Linked DNA regions of Mus musculus: all the other regions are linked to region 2. Evidence: chromatin contacts called from public HiChIP or PLAC-seq data. All regions are on one chromosome and are shown on one strand. The core of a region is the stretch at or near the end of the contact, and the rest is flanking DNA. Distances in the headings are between cores, read along the strand shown.

What was found. HiChIP or PLAC-seq counts read pairs in DNA pulled down with a chosen protein or histone mark.
Region 1: an H3K27ac HiChIP or PLAC-seq map of embryonic stem cells shows a contact between it and region 2, with 8 read pairs. The contact joins the promoter of Smtnl2 here to the enhancer-like site in region 2. A contact is called at or near these places in 10 of 39 promoter capture datasets (the 3T3-L1 cell line, cranial neural crest, hematopoietic stem and progenitor cells and 6 more), 1 of 15 datasets of contacts at CTCF or cohesin (embryonic stem cells), 3 of 484 Hi-C or Micro-C datasets (bone marrow-derived macrophages, embryonic stem cells and myocytes), 5 of 115 datasets of contacts at active chromatin or transcription factors (embryonic stem cells and stem cell-derived neural progenitor cells) and 1 of 9 other capture datasets (adipose tissue).
Region 3: an H3K27ac HiChIP or PLAC-seq map of embryonic stem cells shows a contact between it and region 2, with 5 read pairs. The contact joins the promoter of Tekt1 here to the enhancer-like site in region 2. A contact is called at or near these places in 9 of 39 promoter capture datasets (the 3T3-L1 cell line, 3T3-L1-derived adipocytes, hematopoietic stem and progenitor cells and 5 more), 1 of 115 datasets of contacts at active chromatin or transcription factors (embryonic stem cells) and 3 of 9 other capture datasets (adipose tissue, liver and pancreatic islet).
Region 4: an H3K27ac HiChIP or PLAC-seq map of embryonic stem cells shows a contact between it and region 2, with 8 times the contacts expected there. The contact joins the promoter of 4933427D14Rik here to the enhancer-like site in region 2. A contact is called at or near these places in 5 of 39 promoter capture datasets (cranial neural crest, embryonic stem cells, liver and 2 more), 1 of 484 Hi-C or Micro-C datasets (extraembryonic endoderm stem cells), 7 of 115 datasets of contacts at active chromatin or transcription factors (the SCID.adh cell line, bone marrow-derived macrophages, embryonic stem cells and 1 more) and 3 of 9 other capture datasets (adipose tissue, liver and pancreatic islet).

The regions. Positions count from the first base shown.
Region 1 is chr11:72,410,332-72,413,196 of GRCm38.p6, forward strand. Smtnl2 (smoothelin-like 2) reads right to left here and starts at 1,382. Exons shown (of 8, transcript NM_177776.3): 1 at 913-1,382. The coding sequence starts at 1,302.
Region 2 is chr11:72,284,397-72,287,406 of GRCm38.p6, forward strand. No RefSeq gene overlaps it. Among named protein-coding and RNA genes, the nearest start is that of Xaf1, 16 kb to the right of the region's middle. Within about 2 kb of position 1,700, at least 15 of the 459 cell types and tissues checked have an H3K27ac peak or open chromatin away from gene starts, as enhancers often do. A contact at or near this core is called in embryonic stem cells and extraembryonic endoderm stem cells, where this site is marked.
Region 3 is chr11:72,360,328-72,363,284 of GRCm38.p6, forward strand. Tekt1 (tektin 1) reads right to left here and starts at 1,555. Exons shown (of 8, transcript NM_011569.3): 1 at 1,466-1,555. It overlaps Gm34317 (a long non-coding RNA gene), which reads left to right and starts at 1,587. Exons shown (of 7, transcript XR_003949575.1): 1 at 1,587-1,664.
Region 4 is chr11:72,206,205-72,208,904 of GRCm38.p6, forward strand. It overlaps 4933427D14Rik (RIKEN cDNA 4933427D14 gene), which reads right to left and starts at 1,278. Exons shown (of 19, transcript NM_001361564.1): 1 at 992-1,278. Txndc17 (thioredoxin domain containing 17) reads left to right here and starts at 1,350. Exons shown (of 4, transcript NM_026559.3): 1 at 1,350-1,564; 2 at 2,049-2,130; 3 at 2,526-2,601. The coding sequence starts at 1,420.

The DNA of each region.
Region 1 (2,865 bases), core at 132-2,631, 130 kb after region 2:
GGCAGTGTACTAAGACCCTGGCCCTTGAAAAGCACCTCCCACCCCTCCCACTCCTCCAACCCCTCCCACTCCTCTCCCCCATCCCCCACTTCCCTCCCCCCCCACCACCCCCCCACCCCGCCAGCAAATTCCGGGTCAGGATGGAAAATCCCACCTAAGGGCCACTGCACACACCATAGAAACAGTCTAACCAGGCTCTGTCACTCCAGGAGGTCGTGACCAAGTGGTAAAACTGGTCCACACCAGCTTCTGCCCAGAAATCTAGACACAGCTAAAGGCCCGTTCCCCCTCTCCGTTTCCAGTAAAGGGTCTGCCCTCTGCAACATGAGTTCCCAAACAGTTACTGATCAGTCCAGACCAGAGTGCGCTCACATGCGCGCGCGCGCGCGCGCGCGCACACACACACACACACACACACAGAGGCAACTCAGTCGGGGTTAATCTACAACCGGAACGGTCAGGCCTCAGTGAAGCAGCAACACAGTGCGCGTGAACAAAAACGTTGTAGGGGGCAGGTAGAGGACGCTGACCATTCCAACTTGCAGGTGAGGACCCAGACGACAGTGAACTATCAAAGACTGAACCTTGGCGTCCAAACTCTTAAAATTCATGGGTCAGATGGGAGAGGGCAGATCTCAAGGCAAAAACACCACCCGGATCCAAGAAAGAAGTGCAAAGCAGGTGCAGCAGGCCTACTAAAACAATGTTTCTCCTGTCCTTTCCAGCTCTGGAGAGCTTAAATGTAATCCCGGCTACCAAGTCCCAGCGGCAGGTGGAGGTATAGCTCTCTTACTAGAGGACGCTCGCCAGCGCACGCACTCAGAGCTGATGGGCGGCACCAATTTCCCAACCCTACACCCCAGGCACGCTCCTAGTCGCTCACATCCCTCGCGCCGCACCCCCGGGGCTCACCGGGCTTCGACCGGACAGCGAAAAGGTGGCATGACTGGAGAAGCGTGCAGTGCCCAAGCGGGGGGCGCGGTCGGTAACTGTGGCCGCCGGAGGGGGACTGGGCGTGCCGGGTGCAGGGGACACTCCAGTCGCCAAGCCCAGCGCCTCCACCTGGCGCGTCAAGCGTTCGAGCTGTGCCTGCAGCCGCTGGTTGTCCCGCTGCAGCTCGGCCACAGTACGAGCCAAGGGGCCGGCCAGGCGCAGCGCCTCTGCCACGCGCCGCTCCACGCCGCGCTGCAGCCCCTGCATGTCCTCGTGCAGCGCACGCACCGCACCCTCCAGCGCCGCCTCGTAGCGGCCCAGCGCCTCGCGCACTGTGTGCGCCTCCTCGGCGTCGGGGGACGGCTCCATGGCCGAGTGGGGCACACCGATCGGACAGCGGGCAGAACGCGGGAGACGTTGAGAGATCCGCAGCTCCTTGGGACGACTGGCGGGCCGCGGCTGGCTGAGCCCGAGGGGCGGCCGGAGGGGGCGGGAGCAGGGCGGGGCAGACCCCTAGAGCCCCAGGACTGGGCGCTGAGTGAGGAGGCGGGGCCGAGGGGGCGGGACAGCCCATTCCAGGACACCCCGCCCCTGGGGACTGGCCGGGTCGGTGCGGGATGCCTGGCCCCGGAGGCACTTAGTGAAAAGTTCTCCTTCTCTGCTTTGCAGGGATGTGGATCCCTGGGGGAGTAAGGAGTCCCATACACGCTTGACCCCAGGGAGTGGTGTGCGACCCGGTGAAAGATCTGGGAAGAAGACACTCGAAAGGACATTACTCTAGGAACAACAACTAAAAGAGTTATACATTTCCCTGTAGGTCCACTTTGGTTGGACTCTCCCCCCTGTTCAGGGAACCGCAGCAACTGTACACACACACACACACACACACCATAACCGCTCTGACTCACCTTTGTATGCATCTCCGGTCACCACCGGTACCATCCAGTTCGCAAATACTCACTTGTGAGACTTTTTAAAAAAATATTTATTTGACTTTATGTGTGTGAGCCTGCTTGTCTGTATCTACACAGCATGTGTGGTGCCCACATAAATCACAAAGTGGTGTCAGGATCCTCTAGAACTGGAGTTTCCAATAGTTGTGAGCCATCATGTGTGTGCTGGGAGCCGAGTTCTGGGGTTTCTCTGAAAGAGCAAAAAGTGCCCTAAACTGCTAAGCCCACACTTCAGCCCCCCACCTGTGACACTTTTGCCTGGGATTTCTTGCACCAGTTCTGAGATCAGGAAGAGTTATGTAGATGGTAAAATGCCCCTCCTATCCTCCTAGGCCTGCTCTCTGTGTGTGTGTGTGTGTGTGTGTGTGTGTGTGTGTGTGTGTGTGTGTGTTAAAGATGAACAGGAAGGTTGGGACCCAAATCCCAAAATCTTGCTATGAGCAACTTTGGGATCAAAAACTAGGATGTGCACTGCTGCCCCCCTCTTCCCCAAGCTCAGTCAAGAACCTCGATCCACCTGACAACCTTCAAACCTCTTTTTTTCTCCAGCACTCCTCTTATTCCAGAAAGTCCCCTTTCCCAGCCTAGAAACCCCAAACATCACCAAAGAAGGAGGGATGGAGGCAATTGTTGCTCAGGATAACAATATGATAGATGTTGTAAACATTTAAAATAAAGAAAAAACCATCTCATTCATTGTGCTAAAAGGCTTTCCTAACTCGATTTCTCTGGGCCTGGGCTATGGGAGGTGGCTCAAAGCCTGGAGAGGCCTAGTGAGATGATCCATAGGAGCAGGCTCAAAGGCTTGTTCTGGTCATACTGTTCTGCTTCCAAGGATGTCTGGGAGGCCCCAGACCCTCCTAGACTGCCCTTTCCTTCCCCCAGGAGCTGGGTTAGCCTAACAGATGCTAAGAGCTGATCCCCTCCCCCGGGTAGGGACAGGAAGGAACACTGGGTTACCTAATCCAAGGAGCTTTCC
Region 2 (3,010 bases), core at 450-2,949:
GTTCCCTGTGCAAACCTTCACAAGCCCCACTCCCTTCCCCCGACCCACAGCCCTAACACAGAGCGACTGCGGGGAACTCCAGATGACTGCCAAGCTGTTGAGTGGATAGCCACGGTGTCCTAGAAAGGAATTATAAGTCAGCAACGGAGTGATTCTACAGCGTTTTTATGGGACTGGATTGGAGAGGGTCGGTGGCAATACAAGCCCCCAGCCGGGCTTCAAGTTGCAGCAGGCAGGAATGGTTATGGGGTTTTGTGTGACGATATTATGCCTGCATCCACACTCTAGCTAAAAATAGTCATGGCTCAGAAGCAGGCATGGTGGGCAGAAAGAAATTTCGTTTTATCTGTAACATTCCCCATTCTTAAAAAAGAACATGCAGTCATGCATACTTTCATAATTATAAGTTTTCTTTTTAAAATAAAACGTCAAAAGAAAATGGCTCTTGTTGCCGCTTTGAGAACGCTTGCATTCAAGGCTGTTGTATGGGTGGAGGAGATTCCTAGCATACTGTTTAATTATCTCAAACACACAACCATCCACATCCATTCAGGTCAGCCAACATGTGACTGCCGCTACTGCAAACCACAGTTAAGTCACTGCCTTCCAGACCCAAGGCACATGGGTCCCTTCAGAGATGCAGGTGGTAGACCAGAAAGGGCTCGGCGTTAGTCAGCTTTCTGCAGTAGCAAACGTTCATTCTGGCTCAGATTTTCAGGGGTTTCAGTCCCCTGAAATAGTCCTGTGGTACCTTTGCTTGGGCTGTGGTAGCACGTGGCTGAGGAGGACTGTTCACTTCATGGTGGAGACAAGAAGGAGCCAGGGTTCCAATTCTTCCCTGAAGGGCACACCCCAAATGACCCAACTCTCTCTATTAGGCCTTATATCCTAAAGGTTCCACTATCTCTCAGTACCCTGAGCTAGGGACAAAGCCTTCAAACACAGGCCAAAAGGGGGAACGTTCAGATCTCAAGTTGGAACAAATTTACTCTCAAGACACCAGACCAAAAGTACAAAGATAAAAAGACGTGGGTCCCAGATGAGGGACAGCCAAGGATTCGCTCTTGAAACCCAGTTTGGGTTTTGACAGGGAAGGGAGGGATACAGCTGGAGAAAGGCGTTCTATAAGAAGTAAAGTCTTGAAAGAAAAAAATGAGGTTATAAGTGAAAAGCAACCAGAAACAAATGACAACAAAGGCTGCATGCTCACTTCTGGTTGCCCTTCCCATCCCCCCTGTCACAGATCCCTGTCCTCATGGATGTCCCTCTGATGTCTGCCTCTGTCTTTCTCATCACCAGCTTCTCTGGAGGCAGAGGAGTTCCTCGGGTTGTTTTATTGTTCTTGGTAGTCACAGGTATCTGGAGAAAGACAAGAGTGAGCAGCAAAGGTCACAGAACTAAGGAACTTGTCCAACTGATGAGGAAGAGGCTCAAGATGCCAGTCTTGGCCTTTCTGAATTCTGACCCAATTTTCCTGGTAAAATCAATTCGAAGGTGAAATTCTAGGCTCTGCTGGTCCCAACAAGCTATGCTCAGCCACTGTCCCCATATTTCCGGCTAAGCATGATTACCAGTAAAGAGCAGAGGAAGAAAGTTTGTTCAATGTGTCCACATCGGGAAGAATAACAAAGGGACCCAGTGGCCTTGTCTTGGTGATTCTGACCTGAGGCTTATGCAAATTCGAGCAAGGTATACATAACTAACAGAGACAATCAAGGTGTGGTTCTTGTCTCTACCACTATCTTTGTCTCTGCTCCAATCTCTCCTTCTAGGGGGTCCAACAAGTTTTCAGAACTATGTGTCATCTCTTCCTGGAAGATGAGCTCTTTCTCCTGCTGGCTTTGGCATCTCTGTCTTTTCCTCCCACTGCCCCACCCCGCCTGTGGTTCAGGAGGAATTTTTCATTCTTTGTGGTCCACTGTTAATAGTCTGATAGCCAAAAGAAGGAGTGTCAGTCAACGTTTCTGTCTCGCCACTGGGATGCCAAGATGCTTCCCAGAATGCTGCTCAGAGAAGGCAGAACACAGTCCAAGAAAGGGGGTCCCCGGCTGGAGTGATGGCTCAGTGGTTAAGAGCTCTGACTGCTCTTCCAGAGGTCCTGAGTTCAATACCCAACAACCATACGGTGGCTCACAGCCATCTGCAATGTCCTCTTCTGGTGTGTCTGAAGACAGCTAAAATGTACTCATATGAGTAAAATAAATAAATCTTTAAAAATAAAAAAGGGGGTCCCAGCCAGGGTTTTCCTGGGTGAGAAACAGTGGGGGCTGGGATGGATGCTCTGGTTCTCAAACTCTGGTGTACCCCAACTACTCTGGGGACTATGAGGCCTTAAGAACAAGGGTCTGGGGAAACCCTGTGGTTGAATTAGGGAAAAGCTGGAAGAAACTGAGGAGGAGGACAACCCCAACCAGCAACCCCAACCCGGACCTCCAGATCTCTCAGACACTGAGCCACCAATGAGGCAGCATACACCCGCTGATATGAGGCCCCTGACACATATACAGCAGAGGACTGCCAGGTCTGGCCTCAGTGAGAGAAGACACACCTAACCCTTGAGAGACTTGAGGCCCCAGGGAGCAGGGTGGTCGGGTGGGGTGGAGGTGGTAGGGTGGGGACTTTGTCTTGGAGATGGGGAAGGGGGTGGGGTGGGAGAGAGGTTTGAAATCTTACAGTCTGGACTGGGAGGGGGATAACAACTGGACTGTAAAAAAAAAAAGATTAAATAATAATTTTAAAAAGAAAAAAAGGAAATTAGCAACACACACACAAAGGGGGGTCCGAGGCTCACGCTAAGTCCAGGACTGGGAGGAATCTGGCTTGGTAAGTGCCAAAAGTATGGAGGGACTGGAAGGCAAGCCTACTATTTAGGAGCAGCTCTTTACAATGACACCCTGCCCCCTGGTGATCCTTGCTGAAGGAGTCAGTCCTAACTGGTCCAAACTGCTTTATTCATGGGGAAAGTGAATGGTTACATCTTACTCAGAGTGAACCAGGGATTAAACAGGTT
Region 3 (2,957 bases), core at 305-2,804, 76 kb after region 2:
TTATCACAAAATGCTCTTGATATTCTCCTGTGCATCTTTTGAGATGTGGAGTTCTTGTTGCTCTCGGTGAATCATAGAACAGTGTACTGGCTAGTCTTATGTCAACTTGACACAAGCTAGAGTTATCTGGCAAGAGGGAACCTCACTTGAGAAAATGACTCCATGAATCTGGCTGTGTGACATTTTCTTTATTAGTGATGTATGGGGAGGGCCCAGGCCTTTGTGGGTGATGCTAAGCCTGAGCTGATGGTCCTGGGTTCTGCAAGAAAGCAGATTGAGCTGGGCAGTGGTGGTGCCTTTAATCCCAGAACTAGGAAGGCAGAGGCAAGTGGATCTCTGAAAATTTGAGACCAGCCTAATCTACAGAGTGAGTTCCAGGAAAGCCAGGGCTACACAAAGACACCCTGCCTTGGAGAAGAAAAAAGGAGAGAGAGGGAGGGAGGGAGGGAGGGAGGGAGGGAGGGAGGGAGGGAGGGAGAGAGGGAGAGAGGGAGAGAGGGAGAGAGGGAGAGAGGGAGAGAGAACGAAAGACAAGGAAGGAAGGAAGGAAGGAAGGAAGGAAGGAAGGAAGGAAGGAAGGAAGGAAAGAAAGAAAGGAAGAAAAGAAAGAAAGGAAGAAAAGACAAGGAAGAAAGGAAGGAAAGAAAGAAAAAAGAGAAAGAAGGGAAGGAAGGAAGGAAGGAAGGAAGGAAGGAAGGAAGGAAGGCAGGCAGGCTGAGCGAGCCATGATGAACAAACCAGTTAGCATGCCCTTCATGCCCTCTGCATTAGCTCCTGCCTCTAGATTCTTGCCCTGTTTTGAGTTCCTATCCTGACTTCCTTCAATGATAAACAAGCAATATGAACATGTAAGACAAATATGCCCTTTCCTCTCCAACTTGCTTTTTGATCATGTTGTTTTGTCACAGCAATAGAAACCCTAAGACAAGCAGTATTCTTTCAAATACATGAACCCAGACATGTTGTATAAGAAATGAACAGATGTGACGTCTGTAAGCCAACATCTGGGCATTGTGACTACAGGATAAAGACAAGGAACAGGGGGTAAGGCAGCCTCTGGAGACAGTTGCGGGGGAAAAAAAATATGATCCCCTGGCTCTGAACGACATCACATCTGTCTTCCATAGGCAAAGCTGAACTCTGAAAGCCTCCCGCTCTGGACTCTATAACCCTAGTATTTACCCTAGGGGCCTCTGAAGCCGTCACAACCAAGGATGGATTCAGATCTTGACTAGGCTAAGCATCAGGCCCCATGTAACCCCCTCAGACACTCCTGAGCTCTCCAGTTCAGTCCCCTCCTATGGTCTCTCCCGAGTCTGTCTCAGCGTGGCTCTCTGAGATATAACTTTGAACAAGTGTGAATAGTCTCGAAGAGGGGACCGATATCAGTGCTAACCGCTGATACAAAAGACACACCGCGTGGGTAGGGAGAAGGGGTAGGTGAGGTGGATCGGGGCTCACTTACCTTAGTTCATTAAAGAACACAAGCTTCTGTAGGGCACTCCTGACCCCAACCAGAGCTCCTGGTTCTGAGAGAACCAGCCGAGAAAACTGCGGTCTCTATGGCAACCGGACGGACGCAACGTTGCCCTAGTTAGAAGACTGCGCAAGCGCGAATGTGAGAGTGGTGCTAAAGGGTAACCCGAGCAAACAAGACAAAGAAAGTAGGTGGTCCGAAGTCTGATCCTGCTGAGAAAACGTCAAAACACGGGGCAGGAGATTGGGTCACTCGGGGTTCCCGTTCCCCGAGTCTCTGACTCCATAGATGCACAGCGGGTCGGTCTTGGCGCTGTCCTGAGCCGTAGATGACCCGGGACCACAGAGATACACACACTGCGTTCCACGTGGTCGTTGCTCCAAACCTGGAGCAAAGGACCTGCAAACCTAGCGACACACAGGGTGCATGGGTAGCTCCAGACAGGGGTAGGCAAGAATGGGTTTTCGGCCAGGTATCTTCTCCCAAGGCGTAAAACTCACCAAGCACTGAGCTTTTTCTCGGTTAAGATCGCACTGCTACGTGATCTTCAAACTGTTGTGGATTGAGTTAAAATTAGGCTTTCAGGACGCCAGCCACTCGGTGCCACGGCCATGAGTTTAACATAGCCATACACCATCTTCAAACGTTCGTTTTACAGGCAGCACGTTTATTTAAAAAACAAAAAAACAAAAACAAAACAAAACAAAAAAACCCTTTGCATTACTACTGGAAATGGGAAATTGGCGCTGTCTGTGTGGCAGAAAAAGCAATCATAAAGGTGAACACGATGAAACAAAGGCATAAAATTTATAACAATGTGAAGGCACTGATGAAGGGCTGGAGAGATGGCTCAGCGGTTAAGAGGACTGACTGCTCTTCCAGAGGTCCCGAGTTCAATGCCAAGCACCCACATGGTGGCTCACAACCATCTGCAATGAGATCCAGTGCATACCTTCTGGTGTGCATGAAAACAGAAAACAGAGCACTCCTAGTCATAAAATAAATACATAAACAAATCTTTAAAAGAAAGAGAAAGAAATGAGGGAAGGAAGGAAGGAAGGAAGGAAGGAAGGAAGAAAAAGCAGCGATGAGCTGGGTGTATCTGCTTATCCCTGGCATCTCAGCATGCCAGAAAAAGACCCTTAAGCTGAGGATTCAAATCTGAAAGACATATTGGAAATTAACACTCACCTTTCATTCATGTATGTATATATATATATATTGCTTTTTTTCAAGACAGGGTTTCTCTGTGTAGCTCTGGCTGTCCTGGAACTCACTTTGTAGACCAGCCTGGCCTGGAACTCAGAAATCCACCTGCCTCTGCCTCCAAGAGCTGAGATTAAAGGCGTGCGCCACCACTGCCCAGCTCATGTATCTATGTTCTTAATTCTGGTATTAATATTAATGAATACCTTAATTCAAAGACTGGGGTAGGCAAGGTGGCTCAGCAAGTAAAAGTGCCTCTCCAGAAGGAAAGACA
Region 4 (2,700 bases), core at 28-2,527, 79 kb before region 2:
TGAGGCCTGGGGGAATGTCCTAGTATTGCCTCTCACCCAGGGTCCGGTGACACCACCTCGGCTGGTCTCTACCCAGGAAGCTCGCCCAGGAATACCCTTCTCGATCGGCCCCTCTCCCACGGGAACGGGATGGAGCTCCACTCTGCTTCCTTCCCAGCATCCCGACGCTACCCTCATAGCCTGCACCTTCAACCACAGTTCCAGGATGCTCTCATGGCCAAGTGTTCCTGGACGACCTTTTCTCTCACAGCTTGGAGAGCTCCTATTGTCTAGCTCCTCCTCCCCAGATACAGTCACCCACACAGACCCAGCAGGCCCAACCACCTCGGGCTCGCCCACAGTCCCGTTCACCCACACTGTCCTGGGGTCCATTGCTGCCTCAACCGAGCCTGCAGTCCCAGGTATCCCAAAGGCCCTGTTCACCCTAGCGGGGACTGCGGGCTCCGCAGTCCTCTTCTCTAAAGGCTGCTGACCATTCTGTAGCCACCCTATGTTTGCACAGAGCATCCGCCGCACTGAAGATCTCACCCGGCGCCTTACTCCATAGCCTCGGGATAACCCTGCACCCCACCTCCTCGCCCACAGAGGCCGAACACCCCGACGCAACCTGCGGGCCCTCATGCAATGAGCCGGCATCTTCGCTGCCAGTGTACACCTGCGTAGCCCGGGCAAGGGCCCCCGTGCCGGCGTCGCAGCTCCTGGACAATTCCTTTCCCCAATGCAACCTCAGACACGCTCTCTTTGCATCTGTTCCCCCGCACACGCACTCACAACACTCGGATCCAGTCCTCGCTGCCTTTCTGCCTCCCAGCTCTCTCCAAACCCCCGCCCGATCCCGGACGCCGCCCCCGGCCCCGGCCCCCCTAAAGTCTGACAAATAGAAAGGTAATAGGAGGGGCGGAGCTGCAAGGCAAGCCTGGGGCGAGGTCTCTCACTGTCTCTCTGTCTAATGCAGTTTCCCAGAATTCCCCCAGCTCCGGCCCAAGCCCACCTGGTTTGGGCGCGGCGCGGCCACCAAGAGATCGTAAGGCGACCCCACGCTAGGCCTCGCTTCCGGCCTCTCGCCCAGTCGTCATGGCAACAGGCGCGCGGCTGTTTGGGAGCCGTTGATCTTCCTGAGCCATTTGAGGATCAAGGTGTTGTACCGCGACGGGCTTTGCCGTCACTGTCCATGAAGCCAGGGTGGGGACCAGACCAGGTCAGGCGTCTAGTTGTCTGAGGGAAACTGGCGCCAAAAAGAAACTCCAGCAGACCAAAAGGACGGCCCTAAGGAGTTATGGCTATTCAAGGCTCCCGTAGCACCACTCTGCTGCGGCGGCCCCGCCCACCCGGAACCTTGTCCACGCCTTACTTGGGCCCCGCCTTGGGGGCGCAGGACCCTAGGGCTCCTCCCGTGCTCCTCTCCGCACTGTTGTACCCATGGCCACCTTCGAGGAGGTGAGCGTGCTGGGCTTCGAGGAGTTCGACAAGGCAGTGAAGGAGCATGAGGGCAAGACCATTTTCGCCTACTTCAGCGGTTCTAAGGATACCGAAGGGAAGAGCTGGTGTCCGGACTGCGTGGAAGGTGAGGCTGGGACCAGGACTGGGGGTTGCTGCGCCACAGCAGTGCTAGGAAGAAGGCCCCTGCTGAAGTCAGAAAGTGGGATGAGATGAGGATCTTGGTCCTGCAGACCCGCAGAAGCGCCTGAGCTGTACCCCGTCTCTCGTTAGGCCCTTACTGCCCCACCCAAGGATGACCCTCATTTTTATCATGGATTCGGATCTTGGAACCAGGTTCTTTAAAATTCTCAGTTCCCCAAACGATTAGTGTCTCATAAAAAAAAAAAAGACCAGACTCAGGAGTTGATCTTTCCGTCATCATATATGTATGCTGAGTTTTCTGATTGTGTCTTAAAGACAATCAGGACTAGGACTTAAGTGATTCACGAGTCCAGAGGACACGCGACTTTAACATCCTATCTTACAACCGGTTAAAGTCTAAGACTGGGGACGGGAGGGCGTGGGCTATCGCAGTTGATGTGTAATTACTTTTTAACTCTTTTAAAAAGCTGAGCCAGTCATTCGAGAGGGGCTGAAGCATGTTACCGAAGACTGTGTGTTCATCTACTGCCAAGTAGGAGACAAACCTTAGTAAGTCATGTATACCGTATCTCCAGACATGGACTATATTATTAAAAAGCTGGGTAAAAAGGACCTCAGATAATTGGTCAGGCTCTGTGTTTTAGGTATTGTCTGATAAGCTAAACAATTAGAATTACTGAATTCATATTTACAGTTTATGTTCAACCACATATCATCATTAATGAATTGGGTCTGGAATAAGTTCAGAACTCTATTGACTTTACATTTGTTTTATCTTAGCCACACTTTAAACTTTGCAGAAAGTGACACATAAGTTACAGTTCTCAAAATGTTTAAAGGTTAACAAAAGCAGTGGTTACAAGTATATTATATATAAGTCAACTGTTGAGTAAACTGTAATGAACCAAGTAGTATTTTTCATTATCTGTTTCATTTTGGAACAGCTGGAAAGACCCAAATAATGACTTCAGACAAAAACTGAAAATAACCGCAGTGCCTACACTACTTAAATATGGAACAGTAAGTGTCTACCTTTATGTTTGTAGCTATAATGTAGTTAAAACTCAAGTTGTTTTTTGAGTCAAGTTTGAAAAGATCTTGACCTTTGATTTCCAACAT